Regions from separate parts of the Ctenopharyngodon idella genome. Here region 1 is linked to region 2. The links are chromatin contacts, called in public Hi-C maps. All regions are on one chromosome and are shown on one strand. The core of a region is the stretch at or near the end of the contact, and the rest is flanking DNA. Distances in the headings are between cores, read along the strand shown.

Evidence for each region. Hi-C and Micro-C count contacts between places; a contact is called where the count stands out from the background.
Region 1: a Hi-C map of muscle shows a contact between it and region 2, with 2.1 times the contacts expected there. The contact joins the promoter of tes here to the promoter of fam185a in region 2. A contact is called at or near these places in 2 of 2 Hi-C or Micro-C datasets (both in muscle).

What each region holds. Positions count from the first base shown.
Region 1 is chr24:16,300,724-16,305,343 of HZGC01, forward strand. tes (testis derived transcript (3 LIM domains)) reads right to left here and starts at 1,423. Exons shown (of 7, transcript XM_051884390.1): 1 at 1,222-1,423. The coding sequence starts at 1,248.
Region 2 is chr24:16,165,866-16,170,384 of HZGC01, forward strand. fam185a (family with sequence similarity 185 member A) reads right to left here and starts at 3,028. Exons shown (of 8, transcript XM_051884912.1): 1 at 2,464-3,028; 2 at 2,126-2,254; 3 at 1-72. The coding sequence starts at 2,188.

The DNA.
Region 1 (4,620 bases), core at 173-2,672, 130 kb after region 2:
CATCACTAGATATTGTTGAAGTCATTATTTTGTTTTTTGGCGCACAAAAGTATTCTCATCGCTTCATAACAGGTTGAACCACTGTAGTCACATGAACTGTTTTAAATATGTCTTTAGTACCTTTCTGGGCATTTGAATGTGTTAATTGTCTTGCTGTCAATGGAGGCCTCACTGAGCCATTGGATTTCATCAAAAATATCTTAATTTGTGTTCTGAAGATGAACGAAGGTCTTAAGGGTGTGGAACGACATGAGGGTGAGTAATTAATGACAGAATTTCCATTTTTGCGTGAACTAACCCTTTAACTGTGTTGACTGGATCATCGATTCAGCAAGTTGAACTCAAGAACTGAATCAGTCTGATTTGTGAACGAATCATTCAGATTGGTTTATCAATCGGATGAATCATGATCAAATGAATCATTTCTTCACTAATCTGTTTGTCAGTGAAAAATGACTTAAATTTCAGTCTGTTCGTCACACAAAGTGCACAAGTCATATTAACTACCTTTATGGTGAATTTGTGTTCGTTTTGAGGCTTGACATCTTCAGTTTTCATTCATTGTCTTTGAAGAACATTTTTCAAAATATCTTGTGTTTCACAGAAGAAAGAAAGAGAGTCATACAGGTTTGGAACAACATGAGGGTGAGAAAATAACTGTATTTAACAGTAAGGAACTTCATATGTTTTCATCATCATCTTGCAATAAACCCACTTCTTTCTTTACAGTACATGTATGTTACAACATACTTTACCACTTTACCACCACTAAAGTTCAAATGTACCATTGCAACTTGGCTTGTGGTTGAATTACTGCAATGTGCTATGAAAGAAACCCAGTTTCTGTAGAGACACCCATATAAGAAAAGCGAATGTATCTGTAGAATGATACATAATAATCATAACATCTTCCAGCTTGCTTACAATTATGGAAAAAGGAAAATCTATCGTCTCTATCAACTAAGCCATTACATCCAATTCATTTTTTTTCTATCAAATAAAGAGGGACCAGGACACTCCTTCTATGTTTTACTTCCTATTAATGTCCGCTTCCTATTTCTTAATAAATGTAACCAAGCTTTTTCATTTGCTCTCAAATGTGACAGTTGTAAAACCAAATGTTTCGCCATGTATAACAATGGCAGTGAATTTACCTTTAAGGGCGTTGCCGAATGTTTCTGCAACTAACACTTTGGACCATGACCATTTCAATAAGCGTACCTTTTTAACTTCTTTCTCGATCTCCATTCTTGTCGAGGTTGTTTAGATGTGATAACCAGCGTTGAATGTACTCCCACCAGCAACTTTCCCTGAAGGATCACTTTTGTTGAACGGGACAGTCTCCCACCTCTGTCCCCCCTTCACATTCACTCACGCTGAAAGACTTCCGCTCATTGCCAATGTGCGCTGTTCAACCAATAGAAGCTGAGATGTAGATGAGAACTACCAATCAGCGCCAAGTATGACATGTCACAAATCGAAACAATAGCTAAAAGATCGGAGAGCTGGAGGCTATGAGATATGACTAGTAATATAGCCTACTATATTTTACTGTTATACTGTGTGTAACGTGGATTATACTGCTTCATTTTTAAATTACATTTATTTTATACAGTTATTTATTTGAGATATTAATTAGAAATTATTATAAATAAAATGTAGGCCTAATTGTTTAAAATAAAATACTTTTGTCTTTTGTATAATATATCATATAGATAGATAGATAGATAAACTTATACAGAATGACTTTTGATATAATTCTTTTCATTTACATGTATTTTTAAAGTGTCATTCATCTAAAATACTACTATTTACAATTTTATTTTGACAATTTAGTTGATAATAATTGAATAACCAATGACAGACAAAGTAGAATTTCAGTAAAATATCATTTTTATCATCTTATCCCATGTTTCTAATTAGGTCTAAATACCAAAAGATAAATATTAAGTATTTAAATTAAACTTCAAATATTAAATAGGCTATTTTTAGGTTAAAGGATTAGTTCACTTTCAAATGAAAATTATCCCAAGCTTTACTCACCCTCAAGCCATCCTAGGTGTATGACTTTCTTCTTTCTGATGAAAACAATCAGAGAAATATTAATAAATATCCTGACGCATCCGAGCTTTATAATGGCAGTGAATAAGGTTGACGGGTATGAGCTGAAAAAGTGCATCCATCCACATCCATCCATCATAAACATACTCCACACGGCTCCGGGTGGTTAATAAAGGCCTTCTGAAGAGAAGCGATGAATTTTTGTAAAAAAAAAAAAAAAAAAAATGCAAATTTAACAAGTTATGAAGTAAAATATCTAGCTTCCACCAGACTGTCTTCCATATTCAACTTACGAAGAAAGCGTAAAACTCTTGCAGTTCAAAAAGCTTACGCTACGTCCTACGCCTTCCCTATTCAACTTACGGAAAAAGTGTAACTGACACGACGCCAGTTTACACTTTCTTCGTAAGTTGAATATGGAAGGCGGTCTGGTGGAAGCTAGATATTTTAACTTGTTAAATATGGATACAGTATATTTTTTTACACAAACGCATCGCTTCGCTTCAGAAGGCATTTATTAACCCGTGTGGAGCCTTGTGGAGTATGTTTATGATGGATGGATGAGGATGGATGCACTTTCTTCAGCTCATACTCGTTGGTCCTGTTCACTGCCATAATAAAGCTCGGATGCGTCAGGATATTTATTAAAAAATAAAAATGTGTTCATTAGAAAGAACAAAGTCATATACACCTAGGATGGCTTGAGGGTGAGTAAAGATTGGGGTAATTTTCATTTGAAAGTGAAGTAATCTTTTATTACAGTCTATGGAACTAATCCTTTAATCTTGAATTTTTATTCAAATTGTTATGTTGATATAATTTGTAAGGGAAAAACTTTAAAGCATTAAAGCATTTTCACTCAGAAATATGTGGACTCCACTGTGTGTGTTTATATATTAATTTGTTTGAAATTAATAGCAATAAAAATGGAATAAAGTGCTTTATTTGTTCAATATAACAAACACACATTGTAACGTGTCAGAACGAGCTGTAAGTGCAAATTATGGGGCAGAGAGCAGGAAACAGAAACTGATGCGCTGGCCTCATAGCGGAAGCTGTGGCTTTTTTTGTGTTTGTCTTGGTTTTAGAATGGGTGTGGTGATGAAAGCTGTAAGATTTTAAATTCTCTGCCTCTCTTTTAGGGGTTTATTAAAGACTTGTGCTGACTTGTCTTCCCTAAGTCTGCTTGAATTCCTTGCTTTACTCATTTTGTTGAGTAGATGTAGACATGAAGCACAGATAGCATGGCCACTGCTTCATTGTCATGACTAACCATATTGCCACTAGTGATAATGTCTTTGCTGTCTGAATATAACCAGAAACTGGGTGTGTTTCCTGTCTTATCTTTGGTGTAATTGTTACTCACTCACTCAATCAATAATACACAGTCATTCCTTTATTTAGCTCTGTTTCATTGACCAGATTACAAAAGCATCTTTCAGTACATTTACAGAGATGGAGGTTTAGATTTTGCAGACAGATCTTCAAGCAATAAGCTGCCACCACTATAAATCCTCACATAGACAAAAGCATTTTCTTTAAGAAGTTACATGAAGTAAATAATTTTCATGAAAAGTCTACACAGCAAAATCCCCAGAGTTAAATCAACTCTGCTCAGATTACATTTGGTCCCTCTAGCAGAGTTAAAGCTAATGAGATAATTAAGTGATTAATTAAGTTATGATTGAGCATTAGTGATGAACACCTGCTGTTAACAAGTGTTAACAGAATTACTGAAGAGTAACACAATAACTACAAATGACTTTCAGCCACAGCCTTAGATGAAATCAACTGAAGATAAAAAACATTAAATCTCTCAAGATCTGATTAAACAACTCCACAAACAGCATATTATTTCATTAACTTTAACTCTGCTTCAGTGTTATTTTAACTCTATGTAAAGAGGGACCATATGTTCTCTGAGCAGAGTTGATTTAACTCTGGGGATTTTGCTGTATATGTATTGATTAAATTGCATCGTAATCTGTAAAAAAAAATGAAGATATTAACAGCTGCATTGTTCTCATCTATCAGACGCCAGTGTTACATAAGGTTGTGAGAACCAAAGCAGCAAGCTTGTCTGAGCATTTAATGTCAAAACTACTGTTTCCTGCTCTACAAAACAAGATCCTGTTTTGCAAAGAGATATAAATGCATACACTTTGTTTTTTGATGGTTTTCTATAACCATTCTATTTGCTTATTCCATTTTATGAGGTAATAAAAAATAGGTTGTGCTTGTGACTAACTGTACCACTGCTAGCTGTGACTAAATAAGTAACGTTATGAAGGATGAGCTTGTTTACATGTGAGTGTTTGTAACGTTTAGGTGTGCCTCCCTTGTCAGGATATGACTTATTATGAGGTTGTGTGGATGAGAAAACTCCAGAAGAAGTTAATGATTACCATGGTTTTGTCATCTTGACCTGTATAGTAATATCTGATAACAAGATTTGATATAAATGCAACTGTTCTGTCCATCTGCTACATTCAAACATAAAAGTTTGTTAATAATATTCTACATTTTTGAGATGTACTTATAATTTTGGAGATTAAATGT
Region 2 (4,519 bases), core at 1,778-4,277:
ATCTACATTCCCATGTAAGGTCTTGAGTCCAGTGACATTTCCTCCTGTGGACTGAACTTGAACCTCATGACCCTAAACAAAATCACAACAATTAAAGGTGCAATATGTAACATTTTCTGTCTGCTAGAGGCCTATCCAAAACAAAGGCGTAGCTTGATGACGCCAAGTTTGAGTGCGGAATCTTGGGACATGTGGTCTTCACCTCACAGCCGGTGGAAAAGAATTGGAATAGGACTCGGGAAGAAATCATGTTCATGGATGTGATTATTAACGTTAGTAGTATGAAGCAGAGCAGGACCGAGTGTTGTGGGAGCTGAATGAGGCAGCTGGAGTGATTGCACAACACACGCCTCACGAGCAGCAGAACTTTTATTACGCCACAGTCGCCGGCGCCGCTTCCGCTTTTCCGGTCATGAGTATGAGGTAATGCAGCTCTGTTTATCATATTAGATACATTTGAGTGTGTTGAAAATGTTATAAAGTTATTCTGTGCGTTCGCTCGGCGGCTGCTGTGAGACACTTGTTCCACACTGAAGTAAGATAGATCAATTTTAGAATAGCCTATCATATTAAATGCTGGATGGCTTGCGTTGATAAATGGCACGCAATTCATTTTAAAACGTATTGTATGATGGAGAAAATGCTGTTTTCTTGGTTACTAAATTATGGTTACTAAAAATAAAGCTGCATCTGATTATGCTATGTTAGCTACTTGACAAAATAGTGTTTTTCTCTGAGGCATGGTAAAGCATGGTACTCGCAAAAAAAAATCAAGAAAATTAGATTTAAACAATAAGACTAAATGTGTTGAGCTATATAACAACAATTAGTTTTCTGTCTATAAATATATCAAAACAGTTGTTCCCTTGTCTATTAAAACATGTAATATATTAAAGCGTCTTTGGTGTTTTCATGGTTTCTACAAAATAAAACCGGAAACCGAGGGTAACGCGGGTATGACGCAATTGACAGGCGACTCCTCACACGTCCCGGAGCCTTGGTTAAAATTGCAATTTTCTCAAGATTTACAAACAGTTGGAAACATTTGGGATATTGTAAGTACTCCAGTGAACAAAATATATAACACTGGCCTAGTGTTTTTTTTTTTTTTTACTACAAAACTCTTACATATTGCACCTTTAAACACATGATATTAATCAGATCCTTATTAGGTCAGTAAATAAGACATATTTAGGCTTTTATGAGACATTAATTAATTCAGGGGTTTTCAATCTTTTAGATATCACAGACACCAAATCTGATCATCGTGACACAAGGGACCTGCTTCCTAAAATTTAAAAGGCAACTATATACAATATGAGTCAAAAGTTTGGAAAAATTTGGATTTTTAATGTTTTTGAAAGAAGTCTCTGATTGCCCACCAAGGCTGCATTTATTTGATAAAAAATTCAATAATATTGTGAAATATTATAGTTAAAAAACAACTGCTTTAATGAATATTAAAATGTAATTTATTTCTTTGATGGCAAAGCTGAATTTTCAGCATCATTACTCCAATCTTCAGCATCACATGATCCTTCAGAATTCATTATAATATGCTGATTTGATGCTCAGTTAATATAATTTATTATTGGTGCTCAAGTATTAGTAAAGGCTCCTATTATTATCAACATTGAACCGTTTTTGTTGCTTAATATGTTTGTGGAAACCATGATACATTTTTTTTCAGGATTTTTTGATGAATAGAAATTTCAAAAGAACAGCATTTATATGAAATAAAAAGTATTTCTAACAATATAAATGTCTTTACTGTCACTTTTGATCAATTTAATGCGTCTTTGCTGAATAAAAGTATTCATTTTTTAAAACACCCCTTTTAAATGGTAGTGTATAGTAAAACAGAAAACTGTTATTTTAAATAGTAATGTTTCGCTATATTTACTGCTTTTTTCGTTTCTAATACATCACTATAATAATGTACTGTTAGATGTATTATTTATATCAATTTTTATTTTATTTTAATGCTTTTTAATTTTTAATTAATTTATTTACCTATTAATTTATTTATAAACTTTTCCATGGCCCCCCTAGTACTCCCTTGTGGCCCCCGACCCTATTTTGAAAACCCCTTACATTAAATGATAAAAGCCTATGGATAAAATACCTTTACAGACTTCAGGACACAGTGTCCTCTCTCCGTGTGCACGTGGCAGAGGTCACTCTCCATATTCTTGATCTTCACATTGCCTTTGTCTTTAGTCTTGATGTGGAGATCTGGAGGGATGGACAGGGACTAGAAGGATTCACATGTATTTCAATAAATTTACTTTATTAAAAGTACACTTATTACATTACCTTTATTTACTGTAAATACAGTCTACATGGTAAAAATATTTTTTAAAAATTATATTAAAATAATCATTATAATTAAATATTAATATTAATAAAACAATGTGTCAATAATTTATTATTATCTTTACAAGCCTGAATTCAGATCCTTACCACATTTAATAGGTGCTGTCAGTTCAACAGTGACATTGCTGTCCACCTCATCGGACAAAATCTGAAGTTCATTGCTTTGATCATCATAATGAACATGAAATCTGTCCACATTAAGAGTTTGATTCGCATCTGTCACGTGCACAGTAATAAATGCCCGGTCAGCTTCAGGAAAAGCATGTGGATCCAGTGGTTTTATGGATATATTACAGCCTAAATGACATCTGACCTTCGTGTAAGGACTAACTAATAATTCCCATTGCTTTATAGGTTTATTCAAGTCTTTCGTAGTTGCAGGGGCATCTGAAAAACTTCGGAGAGCCTGAGAAACCAAAGCCCTGGTGAAGAGTGTTGAACATCTCTGCACTGAGTCCAGACACACAACGTGACGTAACCGCTGTGTAACTGCACAAGCAAACATAACTAAAGCTTTACTTTGAGTGCAAAGACTAAAGTACATAAGTGCTCATTAGAGCAAAATGCTACTTGCAGTAAAAAAGCGTCGTGTAGTAATGTTTATATACCGAGGATACGCGAGCAGCGCACAGCAATGACAGCAAACCGGAAGAGCGCGCGAGAGGACTTATGGGAAGTGAAGTCAAACGAAGGCCAGTCCGTTACAAGATTTGACTGATGTCTTTGTATGATCAAAAATTGTTAAAATTACGAGAAGAAAAAAAAGCAAGCGAGACGACGTGTGCCATGTTGCAAACTTTCCAGTGTAATTTTGAGATAATACTATTTTCTATTTACTAACTCTACCTAAAACGCAACCATTTGGCATTTTTATATTTTTGAATTATTTATTGTTTATTAAACCTGATACTTCTGAGGACTATTGTCTGGTCAGCAGATTGAAGCTGATTTAACGTTTTACTGTCGTTGTGTGGACATTGTTCCCCACAATATAGACAAAACCAGACCCAACCTGTTTTTCCATATGCCAGTATAACATTGAGAGGAACTGCTATAGATGGAATGTACTACTGTGTTGTAAGTAGCTCATAACTGTCATGTCTTGATGCTTTTAAAGTCCCCCTGAAATTGAAATTTAAGTTTTTTAGCTTTTAGTATGAATATGTTAGCCTTAAAGTTATGAATAATCGGGTGTGTTCCAAAACAATGACAAAATTCGCATTTAGGAGATATAAGCATTCAAAACTTAGTCTCTCACTTGAATGGATCACGGATTTTCATGACATCACATCGCACTTCAGTTTCTGTCAAATCTTCTTCGGTCCAATCAAATGCTCTCTAGAATCTGAAGTCCCGCCTCCTCCTACACTCTTACAGACACATTTCCTAGTTTCTACATGGTGAATGGCACGTAGTGCACTATATTGAGAATAGGGAATGATTCAGACAGTGTAAATATGCTTTCCTTTGACGTGAATGAATGAATGACGCGAATTAGTGTCACATGAACCGCCGCAGCGCGAGCACAGTCTGCTCCGGTCCAGAGACATGAGAACACAGAGCGGATCATATGCGCGAGTCGGCTCAGACAACAAAAGATATTGGACCCATTTGAATTCTGCACAGAATGCTGTAAGTTAAAGCGATTAGGACATTAGGAGGAGAAACGGATAAAGATTAGAAGGAAACTGAGGTTTTACAGAGTCTAATGGCTCTGGACGAGCATTTATGTTCGTTTAACATAAACGAAACGCTATTGGCTATTTAAAAAAAGGGGACAGGGCTATTCGATATATAAGACAGGGTGATATATGACATATATCGCCCTGTCTTCCTGTTTCAGTTGAAATTACGTCAACACATTGAATAATGCTGTGCATTCCAAGGCTCTTCAGTGGGCCTTTAAACTCCCAGTACAGGTCATTTTTGAGTTGAGCAGACACCACGTCATTTTGGGGCGGATTTTCCGTCTGGTTTTCTAATAGCTAGGAGCAATATTTTTCATGACACTACCTCACTGTTTGTGTAACTTGTCTTAATTCTTTCAATGAAGGCCCAAGGGGATTTATTTTTACTGAAAATGATTCATAACTCTGAAACAAAAGGGCCACAGTTGCCCAGCTTATTGTTATAGTTATTTACA